Regions from separate parts of the Sus scrofa genome. Here region 1 is linked to region 2. A link is a contact called in public promoter capture Hi-C data. All regions are on one chromosome and are shown on one strand. The core of a region is the stretch at or near the end of the contact, and the rest is flanking DNA. Distances in the headings are between cores, read along the strand shown. Region 1 holds the start of EXT1 (exostosin-1). Region 2 overlaps SAMD12 (sterile alpha motif domain-containing protein 12).

Evidence for each region. Promoter capture Hi-C pulls out the DNA fragments that hold promoters and counts their contacts.
Region 1: a promoter capture Hi-C map of fetal skeletal muscle shows a contact between it and region 2, with 4 times the contacts expected there. A contact is called at or near these places in 2 of 5 promoter capture datasets (fetal skeletal muscle and skeletal muscle), 8 of 47 Hi-C or Micro-C datasets (embryonic fibroblasts, fetal skeletal muscle, heart right ventricle and 4 more) and 1 of 2 datasets of targeted methods (alveolar macrophages).

The regions. Positions count from the first base shown.
Region 1 is chr4:20,643,426-20,650,769 of Sscrofa11.1, reverse strand. EXT1 (exostosin-1) reads right to left here and starts at 5,768. Exons shown (of 11, transcript XM_001924980.6): 1 at 4,000-5,768. The coding sequence starts at 4,961.
Region 2 is chr4:20,359,364-20,365,922 of Sscrofa11.1, reverse strand. All of the region lies in intron 3 of SAMD12 (sterile alpha motif domain-containing protein 12), which reads right to left. Among named protein-coding and RNA genes, the nearest start is that of SAMD12, 220 kb to the right of the region's middle.

The sequences.
Region 1 (7,344 bases), core at 4,519-7,018, 280 kb before region 2:
CAGAAATACTCCTCCTTAAACTAAAGAGCTCCAGGGACCTCCACCTGAGTTGGAAACAAAAAAAAAAAAAGGAACCCCTAAAGCAGGAGTTCTCAAATCTGCTGATGCCCTGAGTAGCGGCTGTGTGTCAACCCCCAAAACTACACAAGTCACATGTGGTTGTGCTTTCTTTTTTCACCAAGTTTGTCCAAAGTCCTTAGCAGCTTCCCAAATGATTCCAAGAGAAATCCCATAAGAAACACCATCAACTAGGACCTGCTACTGGCTGGAGAGTTTTCAAGCGTGTCTGTGATTGAAGAGGGAGCGCTGGAAGTCAAGGGAGAGAAAGTCAGAAGGCCTGCCACTAACCAGCTCCCCGACCTTAAGCAAACCTGTTAAACACTCTACCCCTCAGTTTTCACATCTGTAAGATGACGATGTTGGAAGTCGAAAGGTCACTTACCTTCAGTACCCTTAAAAACACCAGGATTGTGGGGTACAGCTTCAACAAACACAGGAAAAGATGTCCAAAAGGGCTGCATGGAATCCAGCCCATTCCCAGAAGAGCTGCTTAAAATATTCACCACTCCTCTCCTCGGAGGGGTCAAAGATAGAAGCCACCTCTCATTTCCTTCTTTCTTCTATTTCAGCAAGCCAAGTTTGAAGTTTCACAATGATGCCCTTGGAAGGGATTTGAACTATGAAGTTCATGCAAAAATATAGTGATTCTGCAAGGATGCATAAGAAGCTCAAAAGACGTAAAAGAGAATTTCTCAAAAGCCTCATTACAAATCATGTAATCGCTGCCGTTACTTATTTTAGCCACTGTCATCTACACCTGTTAATGTATGTAACCGATGAAAATTAATTATGGGTGTCATAAAAATGGATTTTTTAATATAATCCTGGGTGGGTCAAAAATCTTGCTCTTTTATATGAGAAAAGGATTTGCCTTCATTCCATGTAGCTCTTCTAGACCTTTCGTAACAAATGTCTGTTTTTCGCAAGAGTGCAGGTGAGATGCAGGTCCTCAACTAAATCCTTACTGTCACATGAGGCTAAATTTCACTAAAAACAACTTTTTTTAGTTAATACTGCTCATACATATTCCATAGCATCCTAACTCAGCCACCATACAATACATTTTTCAATCTAATTATCAGACCCCGTGAAGTCCGAAGCAAAGTTATACGTGGTTGCTTTGTGGCAGCAAATTAAAGCGAAGCCTTTCAGAGGGACTTACTAATAAGGAACAGGAGTGGATGAAAATTGATCCCATTTTTTATAAGCCATTATCAAATGAAGGCTTAGAGCACCCTGAAGCAGTCTAGAACCCACACCACCAAAGGATGAGCTAAGGTTCAAGGTGATGAATTAAAGGTCAAACGAAGCATCAGTATGAGAAGTCAAACTTGGATGCCTTCTACAGACCTAACTGCAATATCCTTCTCTAAAACCCTGGAGAGAGACGGGCATTTATTTGATTGGAGGAGTTCTGCGTCCCACACATGCACAGCTGACTTATGGAAAACCTCAGGCTAAGTAACAGAGCCCAGAAGTTGTGCTTACTTTGGAGCACAAGACCAGGCTGTCTGCTATGTGAGCATTCTCATCACATTTCAGGGCTCACTCTTCAACGTCCTATCTTTCCAAGTCAACGGCAAAAGGCAATTTGCAAGCACCATGTCTCAGAGATAAAGCATTCAGATAACCCAGGGCGAGCAATGAGTTAAAACTCCAGGTCAACCAGGCGAATGAATATAAACACTCTGCAGGCCCATCTCGGCCTCTGACACAAGATTAGAGCTGGAAAGTATGCAAGAGGGGAAGGAAGAACATCCAGAAGTGACCCCAGGAAAAGAAACCCCTGCTTAGGAGAAAGAAGCCACTTGCTTTCCTAACTGAATGCCACCTTTCAGATGAGATCCCTGTCCTGAGGGCCTGACACCTTGCGGTCTTTAAACAAAAACCAAAACGAGGGTGTGGGTGTCAGATTTCTTGGTCCAATCACAAAGAGGTCAAAAATTAGTGAAATTTACTTAGCAAAAATGAAAGTTTCTAAGAAACCAACCCTCCTTCCCTCACTGCCAATCTCTCAAAAAAAGCTTCAGCAGAGCATGTAGACACTGAATATTTATTCTGAGACCAGGTGGGTAAAGAGATATGATTGTCGTGGTGGATTGCGGGTGTTCCTCCAATAAATGTACAATTCAAATTTCTGAAGGTAAGATCGCAGCTCCAGCCCCTTTCAAAGAATGAAGACCACAATGATCCTGCTACAAAATTCGGTAAGACTGCTTTAAAAGACACTGAAAGGTTAGACTTCATCTCGAGTTACTCCACCATAAACCAGACAAAGAAATTCCTCAAAGGCTATAAGCATTTTTTCCTACAAGCACCCACAGGAATAGGTCAATGTAAATGTCGTTTAAACAAAGCATTCATTACCAACCACAGTTTGCTTCTGTTGTGAGAAAATTTTAATCCATTGCCACTGCACCCATCACTGGCCCTGAAGCAGAGTAAAATGTAGGTTCATAATTGATCCTACAGCCTTGGGCTTTTCTTACGCTTGAAAAGCGAGAGGTGTTGGGGGTTGGGAAGTCCCAGTGTTGGATATTTTCTCCTTCACCATCTCTGATCAAGTACAGGAGGACTTTAATTTCCCTTCCAATCTCTCCTACAGAGGCCCAAGTGTCTGAGGAAATCCACAGACAACAATCAAACCTTTCACTTCAGGGCCGTTTCCCCACCATGCCCCTTCCTGCTCCAATCAGGTCTGCAAAGCGTTTCCCCTAGTCTGCATTTCATGAATCAATTGCAAAATCTGCCAACCTCTGCCAGTTCCTCTTGTACTCAGCTGAGAGGTTCCCCTTCCTTCCCTGGGTAGCACAAGGCTGCTCTGGGTTTTAACTGGCGTAACGTGGAAATGCACTGTAGGAGCTCCCTAACTCTTTCACAGCCAGACAGAAGTGAGAGTCTGGGGCTCACCACCCCATCCACGAGGAAACTGACCCTCCAAGCTCAGGTGAAAGCAGATTCCTGGAAACCAGTTTTTGATCCCAAGTCCAGTGTGTCAGTTGCTGTCACTGGGAAGGAAAAGGAAGAGAGAGAAGGGCTACAAAGTATCCAACTCAGTTACTTAGCAACTGGACAAAACTTGCTTCACTCCACAGGGTAAGGAGGCATCTCAAGCCCATTCAGAGAGTAACAGACTCCGTTTTACATGCAAATCAATAAAGACAAAGGGAAAAGGGAAAGCTAAACAAGCAACTGCAGTTTGCAGCCCTGGGGCTTAGGCCCAGATTTAAAAAATTGCTTCTCCTAGGGAGGGGGTAGGATATATTTATACAAACATATAGGAATGAATGAATGAATGAATGCACTCATGCATGCAAGATCACAGGCCCCAACCAGCTAACAGTCTCCCTTCATAAAAAGTCAACACCATCTGGGAGTAAGGAAGAGACAGGCACAGAAAGTTGAGTAGCTAAAATTAAAGCACTTCCACTGCTAACACAAATTTAAGGTTCACGGAAAGAATCCAATTGGAGGGTGGGAGAATTCCAGGGAAAGCAGTTCCCCCTGCTCGTGAGAAATGCAAATAAAGCATCAATCTTGGGGGAAGGTCTCCACACTGTGGATGGATTCAGAGCCTCTGGGGTCCTTAGACCTTCTCACACAAAACACCCTCCCCGATGATCCATCGGTGAAGCGCCGCTTCCAAACTTGGATCAAACCCACACGCTTCAGAGGAACCACATCGCCCTGAAAGTTTTCCAGGCAAGAGAGAGACACTGTCACCTACTTGGCCCAAGAAAGTGCTCCAGGCTTTCCCGTTAGCCTGAGGAGCTCACACCCTTGGTTCTCAGCTCCTGGCCACACGCACCTGCACCGGGTGGTTGAGTCCCAGGCTCAGAGCAGGAGGAAGAGCACAGGAGGGTTCCTCTGCCCCATTCCCAGCCCCCCAAGCCTCACACCTGGACCAGGTGGGCAGGGCCCGACCCCCGAGCCACTTACTTCTCATACTCGGTGTTGTCTCGGTCACAGCGAGAATCCTTGTGCTTTTGCCAGTCTTTGCCATGCTTGCAGGTGGTAAGAAGCACGACGTCCTCCCCGTTATGGACGTGATATAAGGCATTCCTGGTGTCTGACCCTATCCCTGTCAGGTACCTCTTCCCCTTGAATACCAGCATGTACTTCCTGAGAGGAGGGATGGTGTTAAACTTTAAAAACCCCCTCTCCCCTCCTGTCCTGGGATGATCCTTAGAAAAGAGGGGAATAGAAACATCAAAGTTGGGTCGGAAGTTTTCAGTACTGATGCTGGCTTTGGCCAGCATCGCCTGGCCGATGTCAAACCCCACGTCCTCAGTGTAGTCAGGCCAAGTGCCGGAATATAAATTAAAAATTAAATGATTCCTACCATTGTTCCACAAGTGGAGACTCTGCACTTTGGATTTCAAATTGTGCACATACTGAGGTGACAACTGGTCTCTGTCTAAAGTATCCAGACTCAGGACAAAGAGGCACGCCTGGCTGGGGTCCGAGGTGTAGAACCTGGAGCCCTCGATGGCCGCTAGAATGTTTTGGTAACTTTCGGCGATTTTCTCCCCTTTTTGCTGCGGGTATACGTACACTTTGAAGCCGTTTTTCTTGCAAAGGGTGAAATCGAAGCAGGACTCCATGCGGCACTTCTTGCCTTTGTAGATGCTCGAGTTGGCATCTCGCTTCTGCCGGGGGGAAGTGTGCACGTTGGAATCCTCGTTTTCCAATTGATCCCAAGGAACGAAGGGGCGCAGAGCGTCCGGGAAGCGGGGCCAGAAATGATCCGGACTCGGGTGGTGCAAGCCATTCCGACCGCTGTGCTCTTCTCTCCGGCTGTGGCTTCTCGATGCCCTAAACTGCAAGCCTCCGAAATAAAACAAAAGGGCGAGACAAGAGCCAGCTGAGAGCAGGATGAAATAGCGTTTTTTGGCCTGCATGTGTCCTGCCTGGGTCAAGAGGATTGTAAATAAACACAAGAATCACCCAAGTTTCCCAATCAACACTTTCAGCTCCAGTCCGCCATCTTCCCGCCTGTAAAGACTTCAAACTCTCCGCTCCCACCTTCTCTGGATGCCTTTCCCCAAGCCGTGGACTGATCCAGCGCATGTGGGCGATTTCTTTAACTTTCTCCCCTTCGGTCTTTCATCTTTGGGTTGCACAATGGACAGGCGAGAGCGGGGCTGAATATTTCGCACCCAGGGCGGGCGAGCAGCGGACTGTAATTTTCTTGCATGCAACAAGACGAAGGAAAAGAAAGAGAGGGGGGAAAAAAAAAAAGCTCCCGATGCCCAATCAATGGCAAGACGAAGTGATTTCCTTGCCTCTCGGATTCCTCTCGGCAGCGTGGAAAACGAGCCCCGGGAAAGCAACTTCAACTCATCCACACTCCCGTGCAGAGCACTCGGGTTCCAACAAGTCAGCCGATCCCCGCGTTCAGCCGGCTAATGCATCTTGCAGCTGGGGCGCCGTAACCTCACAAATCCCTGCATCTCTCTTTATTCCCTTCTGCAGCGGCTCCAAGACTCCGGCGGTGTTTACTCCTGCGCTCGCGGGGCCGGCCCCCGGGACGCGCGGCGGCCCGGCTGGAGGCGGCGGCGGCGGCGGCGCTGGGTGACGGCGGCGGCGCGTCCTCCCCGCGGGCAGTGCCGGCCCCGAGCGGCGCTTCGCAGGCCCCCGCGCGATCGCTGCCGACCGCCGCGTTCGGTCGCCGAATGTTACCCGGTTCTGAATGTTACACTTACACATTCCATTCCCGACACGACAGCGCTGACCTCATCCATCCACGCAGCCCGCGCTGCCATTGGCCGAGCGTCACGTCCGGGGGGGGCGGTGCTTCCGCTGCGCCCATTCATAACCCCCGGCCACCGGCCGAGGCGCCGGCGCGGCGCGGGGGGTGCAGGCGGCACCGGGGTCTCGGGGCGTCTCCGCCGCTGCCGGGCGGGCGGAGCGCTGGGCTGCTGGGTGCTAGCCCCACGGCCCCTCGGCGCTCCGCGACCGGGACCCCGGGGTGGGCCGTACCGCCTCCTGCCGCCGCGCCGGGAAGCAGCGCCTCCCAGAGGCGCCCGTGGGCGGGCGGCTGCCGGGAAACCGGGAAGCGGCCGGCGCTTCTCGGGCCCCGCTGCTCCGGCTTGCCCCGGGCGCCCTCGAGAATCCGGTCTGCTCGGCTGCCTGCCGCGAATGCCTCCCCGAGCGGCCGGCAGGGAGTGTGCGGGTTCCTGGAAAAGGATGCTCGAAAATTGAAGCCGTGGAGCGAGGCGGAGGGATGAGGGAGGAAAGAAAGACTTCAAAGAAAGCGTTCGCGGACCAGAAGGACGCCTCTCTCCGCCCACCTTCCACCCTCTGAGGCCCAAAATGCTTCCTTCTTACGAGCGGGTCCTTATTCCCTACAGAACCCATCCTTTTATTTTTTCTTTCCCAGGGAAATCTCCCAACCCTCAAGAGTAAAGAGGAAATTTTACAATCAAGAGGAATAACTGCAGTTCCTCATGTCTGTACTGAGACACCCACCCCAAATCCTCAATAACTTCGCCGCATCCTTTCCTCACTCCCCGCTGCCCCTTGTCTATTCTGTAGAAAGCTTCTCCAAGACTTCCAATCACAGTGGGGGAAAAAGAGAAATTCTAGTAGCTGAGGAGAACGTGGTTGGTTTAAGCCCATCCCAGTACCGAAAGGGACATTATTCTTTCTGTGATGGTGGGCTGGTGGTTTTTAAGGAGCTGTCGCTTCAAGATGGATGAGTAGTAGATCAGCCAATTGTCCCAGCTGTGGAAGAGACATTTGAGGCAGGAAATGACCTTACTGACCACTAGTTCAAGATGGCTGGTCCTTCCTTCAACTGCCTTCCCACACCCCAGCCCCAAGCTCCTGCTACCCCCAGGGAACATCACTGGACAATTCGCATAAAGACCGAGAGTCCCTCTAAAGGTCCTCTGAGACCACAAAGATGTGCTAGTTCCCAAACAGTATTTCTGGTCAAGCCAAGCTCCCTGGCCTCAGAGCCTGGATTCTGCTTTTCAGAGAACACCTCCCACCCTCTTCCCCAGCCTAAAGTCGCATGGGTCTGGCCAAGCTGGACAAACAGTTGCCTAGGGCAGCAAGCTGTTTAGTGATTGTTTATTATGGGAGTGACTGCGAGCTAGGGACAAACACTTCCCAGCTTCCCCGAGGCTGCAAAAGATTCCAGCGGGTGTGGACAAAGAGCATAGTTCTAACAAGGCAGGGTAGAATGATAGAGTGGAAAATTTTAGACATTTGTTGTTTCAGATTCGTTTTTAATCAAGGGGGAAGGGGCCTGGGTGGGACATCACTGTACATTCCAGA
Region 2 (6,559 bases), core at 1,988-4,487:
TTTGGATTATTTTGGGGAAAGCAACCTGAACTTGTGGAGTAGAAGCTCACGTTAGAAGTTTGGTGCTTCCACCCACTCGTGCTGTGAGTTGGAGTAGTTACATAAGGCCCCTGAATCACAGTGTCCTCACCTGTAAAATGGGAATACTGATTTAAGTTACGCTGAGCTTTCTTTGTGAAGGTTAAATTAGGTAGTAGATCTGAAAGTGCCTAGCGCAGTACAGGACTTAATACATTCTCTTTCGAAGGAGAGATTTCATAAAGGTGTGCCTTGTTTCTATCATTACACTTACTATGTTATAATATAACCATGAATTTGTTCACAGCCTATCTTCCTTTTCAGATTCTAGGCTTTTTACAAAGAGAAGGTGGGTTTCATTTAACTGAGTAACTCCAGTGCGTGGCACCTGGTAAAAGGTGACCTGAACAAATGGCCTCATGAGAAAAGATGGTTATCACCCCCCATTTTGAAGGTAAAAAACTAAGCCCAGAAAAAATGAAGGGAACTGCCCAAAGTCACATGCCTAGGAGCTAGCAGAGCAGAGACTGGAACCAAGATACCTGATTCAAATTCATGCTGTGCCTAGAAAGGCTATGCCTGCTTTAGTTTGGCCTTTGGTTTAATAAACAATGATCTTCTAATGCAGTCATTAGACTAGGTGCTGGGTATAAGCAGTGACTACAATCCATATGGTCTCCATACTCACAGAGTTGCAGGTTAGTGAATGAAGTACACATAAAAAGAAAATACGCAAATAAATGATTTCAACACAGAATGTTGTCTTTGGGATGGATTAGCAATGGAATCCTACTGTGTAGCACTGGGAACTCTGTCTAGTCACTTTTGATGGAACACGTAATGTGAGAAAAAGAATGTATACATGTATGTGTAACTGGGTCACCATGCTGTACAGTACAAAAAAATATATATAAATAAGTGATAAAAAAAATTTTCAAAAAAGGAAAAAACAAAATACTTATTTCATGAGGAAAAACAGAGGAGGCCAAGTGAGCCCCAGAAACCCAAGTTGCTTGTGGGGAAAGCAAATCAGAAAGAAACTTTTGGCTAAGATCTGAAGGATGAGAAAGAGTGGTGAAGAGTAAAGTTAAAGAGGTTGGAGGCAGAAGAAAAAAAATAGATGCAAACGTTCTAAATAGACTATCACTGTCCGTGGAGGCAAGAAGGCCAGTGAAGTGAGGTGGCCTTGTGGGAAGGGTAGAGGCCAACGGCTTGAGATGAGGATGGAAGGGCAGACAAGAGTAAGATCAATCTGGGTCTTGGAGGCAAGACCAAGGATCCCATTACCTACTCCAAGTGTGATGGAAGATCAAAATATACTTTTAAGAAGGGCAGTGACATGATGCAACTTCCATTTAAAAATTCTCTCTCTAGCTGCAAAAAAAAAAAAAAAAAAAAAAAAAAAAAAAAAATGTCTCACTTAAGGGTCAAGGGAACATCTGGAAGTTGGAAAAATTAGTTGGGAGACTGCAGCTTTTGTTGAATCCCCAGAAGACGTGGCTTCTACTAGAAGGTGGTGGTAAAGATGTGAAGAGAGGAAATATTTTTGCATCTAGAATCAAAGGCGGTAGATTAGGTATTTGAGGCAAGAAGGAAATGGATGTCAATGACAGAACACGTCTTTCTGGCTTGGGCAATAAAAGAAGGGACAGGGAAATTGCTGACCTGGAGAACACTGAGTGAGGACGGTAGTAGAAGATCAAACTTCTGGTTCGACATGGAATGAGCCTGACCTGCCTACATCCATGAAACAGTCAACAGAAATGTAGAGTGGGTGTGTGGAGGTGTACAGTGGGAGCTCCAAACAGAAGTCAGCCACCATCATAAAGCTGACATACAAACCCGTGATCAGAGAGGAAGGGGAGCGAAGGGAGGAGAGGCTTGAGGACTGATCTCTGGGGACCCCCAGCACCGCGTGGGTGGATCAGTGGGACAGGCCCACAGAGACACACTGTGAATGAGTGGCTGGAGACACAGAAAGAAATCTTGGGGAATGAGGTGTCAGACAGAGTGTAGTTCAAGAAGAACAAGAGACCATTTGTGCTGAAGGCTGAGGAGCCCAGTCAGGCATAGTCACTAGAGAATACCTTGCAATGGAAGGTCCTTGAGGCCCAGAAACCCTTGTATACAGAGTGTGTGAGGGGTAGAGTCCAAGACATCATGTCATTCAATCACTGAGCTTTCCTCCTGCATGAGGTATCTTGCGTTTGACCCAAGAGACAAAGGGAAAGGAGTTACCTGGAAGGGACCCATCAGCTTTGGACATCATCATTATTATCCATAATAGGGAGTTCCTGCTGTGGCACAGCAGAAACGAATCCAACCAGGATCCATGAGGACGCAGCTTCGATCCCTGGCCTTGCTCAATGGGTGAAGGATCCAGCATTGCTGTGAGCTGTGCTGTAGGTCACAGACACAGCTAGGATCTGGTGTTGCTGTGGCTGTGTCACAGGCTGGCAGCTGTAGCTTGATTCGACCCCTAGGCTGAGAACTTTCATATGCCAAGGGTGCATCCCTAAAAAGACAAAAAAATAAAAAATAAAAACATCATCAATAATTGATTGGACAATTACGATGGGCTGGGTATAAATGTGGATAATTTCTCATTCTTTGATTTGTTCTTTGGGACAGTTTTCTGGATAGGTTTAATTGTTATCCCTATTTTAAAAATGAGGTTTGAGAATTTTAGTGACTATGATCACAGTAGTAAGAGACAGTAAAATTCTGAATTATTATTTTTCCAACTCCACAGTTCATCCTCTCTGCCCATTTTGCTGTCTGGCTTTTCTCTGCATTTGATTAGAAGCTTTGGAAAAGGAAAAGAATTTTTTAAAATGTTTTAAGTTCCAGCCCTCGTTAGAGTACCTGCCGCATAGCAGACCATCAATAAATGGTGGATGGAAGAGTGAGAAAGAAGGAAAAAATAGAGGGGGAAAGACAGGAGAAAAAGAGGGACCAGATAACTTAGGCCAAATCAATTTCCAAAGATTATCAGTTCTACCGACTGGAAGGCTCTGGCCCATGTCACTCAGATCCCTCTTAAGGCCTAAAGAACGCCCCAGCTGCTGGCTGCTCTTGGCTGTTGGCCCTTCTGGGCAATGCCCTGGCTGAAAAGAGCTACTTCATCCAAGGTCATGACCCTCTTCCTGAGAGCAGCCTGTATCCTATGACTGGTGGCAGGCAGGAGGGAGCTGCATCTTTAGGTCTAGCCTTTATAATTGTATCCAGGTGGCCCAGCCCCAGCTGGATTAACTCCAAAGGCCAGTCCCAGCTCCAGACAGCTGCAGATGGCTGAGGTCTTGTTCGGATTGAGTCAGAGTCTAAATCCAGCATCTTTCACGTTCCTAGCAAGTGGTGAATAGGAAGACACCACCCAAAAAACTTCTAGCACCCAGCTCTCCTTCTCTGAGCCTGCTTTCCAGGAACCCATTGTCTGACAGGGGTTCACTGGGCAAAGGGGTGCCCGATCAATTCTCTGCTGTAAACGTGATGTGTTACCTGTGATGATTTTTGAACAGCCCAGGTGGCTTCATTGCCCCATCTAGTATGTCCCGAGGTCACCTACCTCCATAGTAAGTGTGAGTGTGGGGAATGATAATGAACTGTGATAGTGGCCTCTGCGAAACATAATCAGTAAGATAAATCTGCTAAAAATTGTATGTGTACATCATCTATTGATTTTATAAGTGTATCTCATTTTCCATAAAACACTGAGTACTATGCAATAATAGCATGCTATGTAAATCATAAATACATATGCATATATGCATATATTTTCATGTTCATATAAATACCTATGTATAATCTATCTGTTATATGCTTGACATGAATTATCTCATGAGATTCTTACATATAAGCATAATTATTTTTCAGATGAGAAAATTAAGCCCAGAGAGGTTGAAGATCCTGACAAAGACTTTCTAGCAAAAAGAGCTCATGCTTTGGGTCAAATCTGGCACTGTTAGACTTCAAGCCCTGTACTTTTAATCCCTCTACCACACTGAACATCAGCTTGAGCAAATTTCTTACAAAGTGCTGTGACTTCACAAGAAAATAACAAGAACAAATACAGACTCATGGATCCCTCATTTTGCAAATTTCGATTTTTGTGTCCTGGGTTTCCTTAAATCGGAAAACATCTGGTTACACCAGGAAGTCAAATTCACAAAGACAAAGCCACAGGGGAAATGAAGCATTGTCCTTTGTCCCTTGAAGAAGCGACCTCTTCCCAACAACTCCAGTGAGCTGAGCTTGCTTTTACAACCGAGATGTTTTCCTTTGTATGCAGAGTAATGGAGCATGGCAAGAGTACATGCCTTCAGCAACAAAATCTGTAAATCAACACACACACTCCACCATGTTGTGACTGTGAGAACACACACCCTCACAAGGCAGGAGACAGCTTCTGTCAAAGGAAGAGCTGAATACTGATCAGTCCATAAGAAACAGAACTGAGATTGAAAAAAACATCTTAGAACTGATAAATGAATTGGTATCATAATAGCAACAGCTTGGCTTCAACAAAAACTATATTGGTTAAATTAAGTCTTCTACATAAAGATGTCAAGTGTTACAACTTCACCACTGCAGTGAAGAATAGCTTCAAAAGGTGCCTAAATGGAAGAATTAGATCCTTAGAAATGACTTTATAGAATTGTCAGTTCTAAAATCATAAATCTCTACTCCAGCACCAGATTTCTATTGGTTTGGGCTGTATCTTTCAGCACCATGTTATTCCAATCCTGCCGTCCAAACCATTTTCCTACCTTTCTTCTAACATAAAGAATACAGGAATCTAGTGACTACTGCTGGATTTCTCCTTCAATCATACCGTGCTGTGAAAACTAGTCATGGCTGAAAATTTTACTCCAAAATCTTTCTTTCAAATTTTATTCGATAGTAAAGCAATAGTTTCCGTGCTTCTTTTTGCCTTGAGTCCTGCGTATTTTTTGGATTGGACAGTTAGAGCTCTACTCTTTCCTTCCTCTCTTCCTCTTCCTTTTTTTTTTTTTTTTTTAAATTTCCAGGGCCAGGGAATGAACTCATGCCACAACAGTGATCTGAGCCACAACAGTGACAAAGCCAGATCCTTAACCTGCTAAGCCACCAGAGAACTCCTAGACTTTCTTTAAAAAATACCAAAATATTAAAAGTTCCTAATGACTCAGAAGTCAGCCCCAATGAGAATTCACTTTTTAAATGAGCTAAGCCATGACAGTCATTGCTGGGAACACACACACACACACACACAACTTTGAGGATATTGGGATTGTTCAAATAGCCACTAAATGTGCTTCTACGTTAACCTTGAGATTTTATTTTCTGGATGTCTTTTCATCACTCGTAAATGTAGCCACATGATTTTTCAATCTAACATGTAAGATGAAAGTAAGCCTTTCTTGAGCATGATTTACATTTCCTGTATTTGTTCCTTATAAATTATATTTTAAGCCCAATATTCTGATTTATGAAGCTCTATTTCCTTTTCTTTCCATAAGAAAAAAAAGGCACATGTGTCTAAGATTAGATTCTAAACAATCTACTGCATTTAATTATGAAAACCTACATAACACGGGGAATTTTGAAGAGGAGAGGAAAATCATATGCCTACCAAAAAAAAATAATTCAGTATTACAAAATCATTGAAATTAGAGATGGAGGAGGCTTATCGGGTCATCTATCAAAGCATGCATTTGACACCAAGATTTAATATGCCAGAGATGTTGGGTCACTAGAGGTGCCTCCAATCTTTTGATAAAGTGGAGAAACTGAAAAAGAACATTTAAAGAGCAGAGCCCTTAATCAAAGGCAAGTTCTCATAGATCAAAATATCAGGGAGAAATATGTAAGATGCAGAAGAGAGGCAAATGGAAAAAACACTGAAACATCAAGGAGATAAAACTTTATTTCAAAGTTTTCTAGATAGAGGTGCAAGTCTCATAGGATAACCACGCAGTTGATGGTGTCCAGGGACTGGGGTTTACAGGGAACTGTTACAGCCAGAAGAGCCAGAGGGGTCAAAGGCTGAAGCATATTATTGTGTGTAAAATCCCAACCTTTCATCTATGGAATGTAACCTAATCCTTAGAAATCTCCTGCCCTGTTTCCCTTCTAGTAAAGGGCAATGGCTTATAGTAAACATTCTTCAGAGTGTGTGTGTGTTGGGGAGAGGGGAGTTTTGAAAGAAGGGGCACTGGGCTGATAAAGCAAAAACAAGAACAGATGCTATCATTTACTCACAAAATCAGAACAGAATTATCTAAAAATTTTAAGTATCTTTAGATTTCACCATAGGATCTTTGATAAGACAAATCTTCTGTAAGGCCTGGTCTTGTCTTTTATTGTTTTCCTTTGTTAAAAAAGAAAAAAAAAATCTAATCCTAGTAACTAGTTGCTACAAGCCATTTAAAAAGTAGAAGCCTGCCAGAAAACAGTGAAACGGGGTAAAAAGGACTTGCTGGTGAGCAATCTCTAAAATTTATCAGGATTCCCGCTGAGCGTCCACCCACACACCTTATACTCTGAATTGGGTACACCGCCT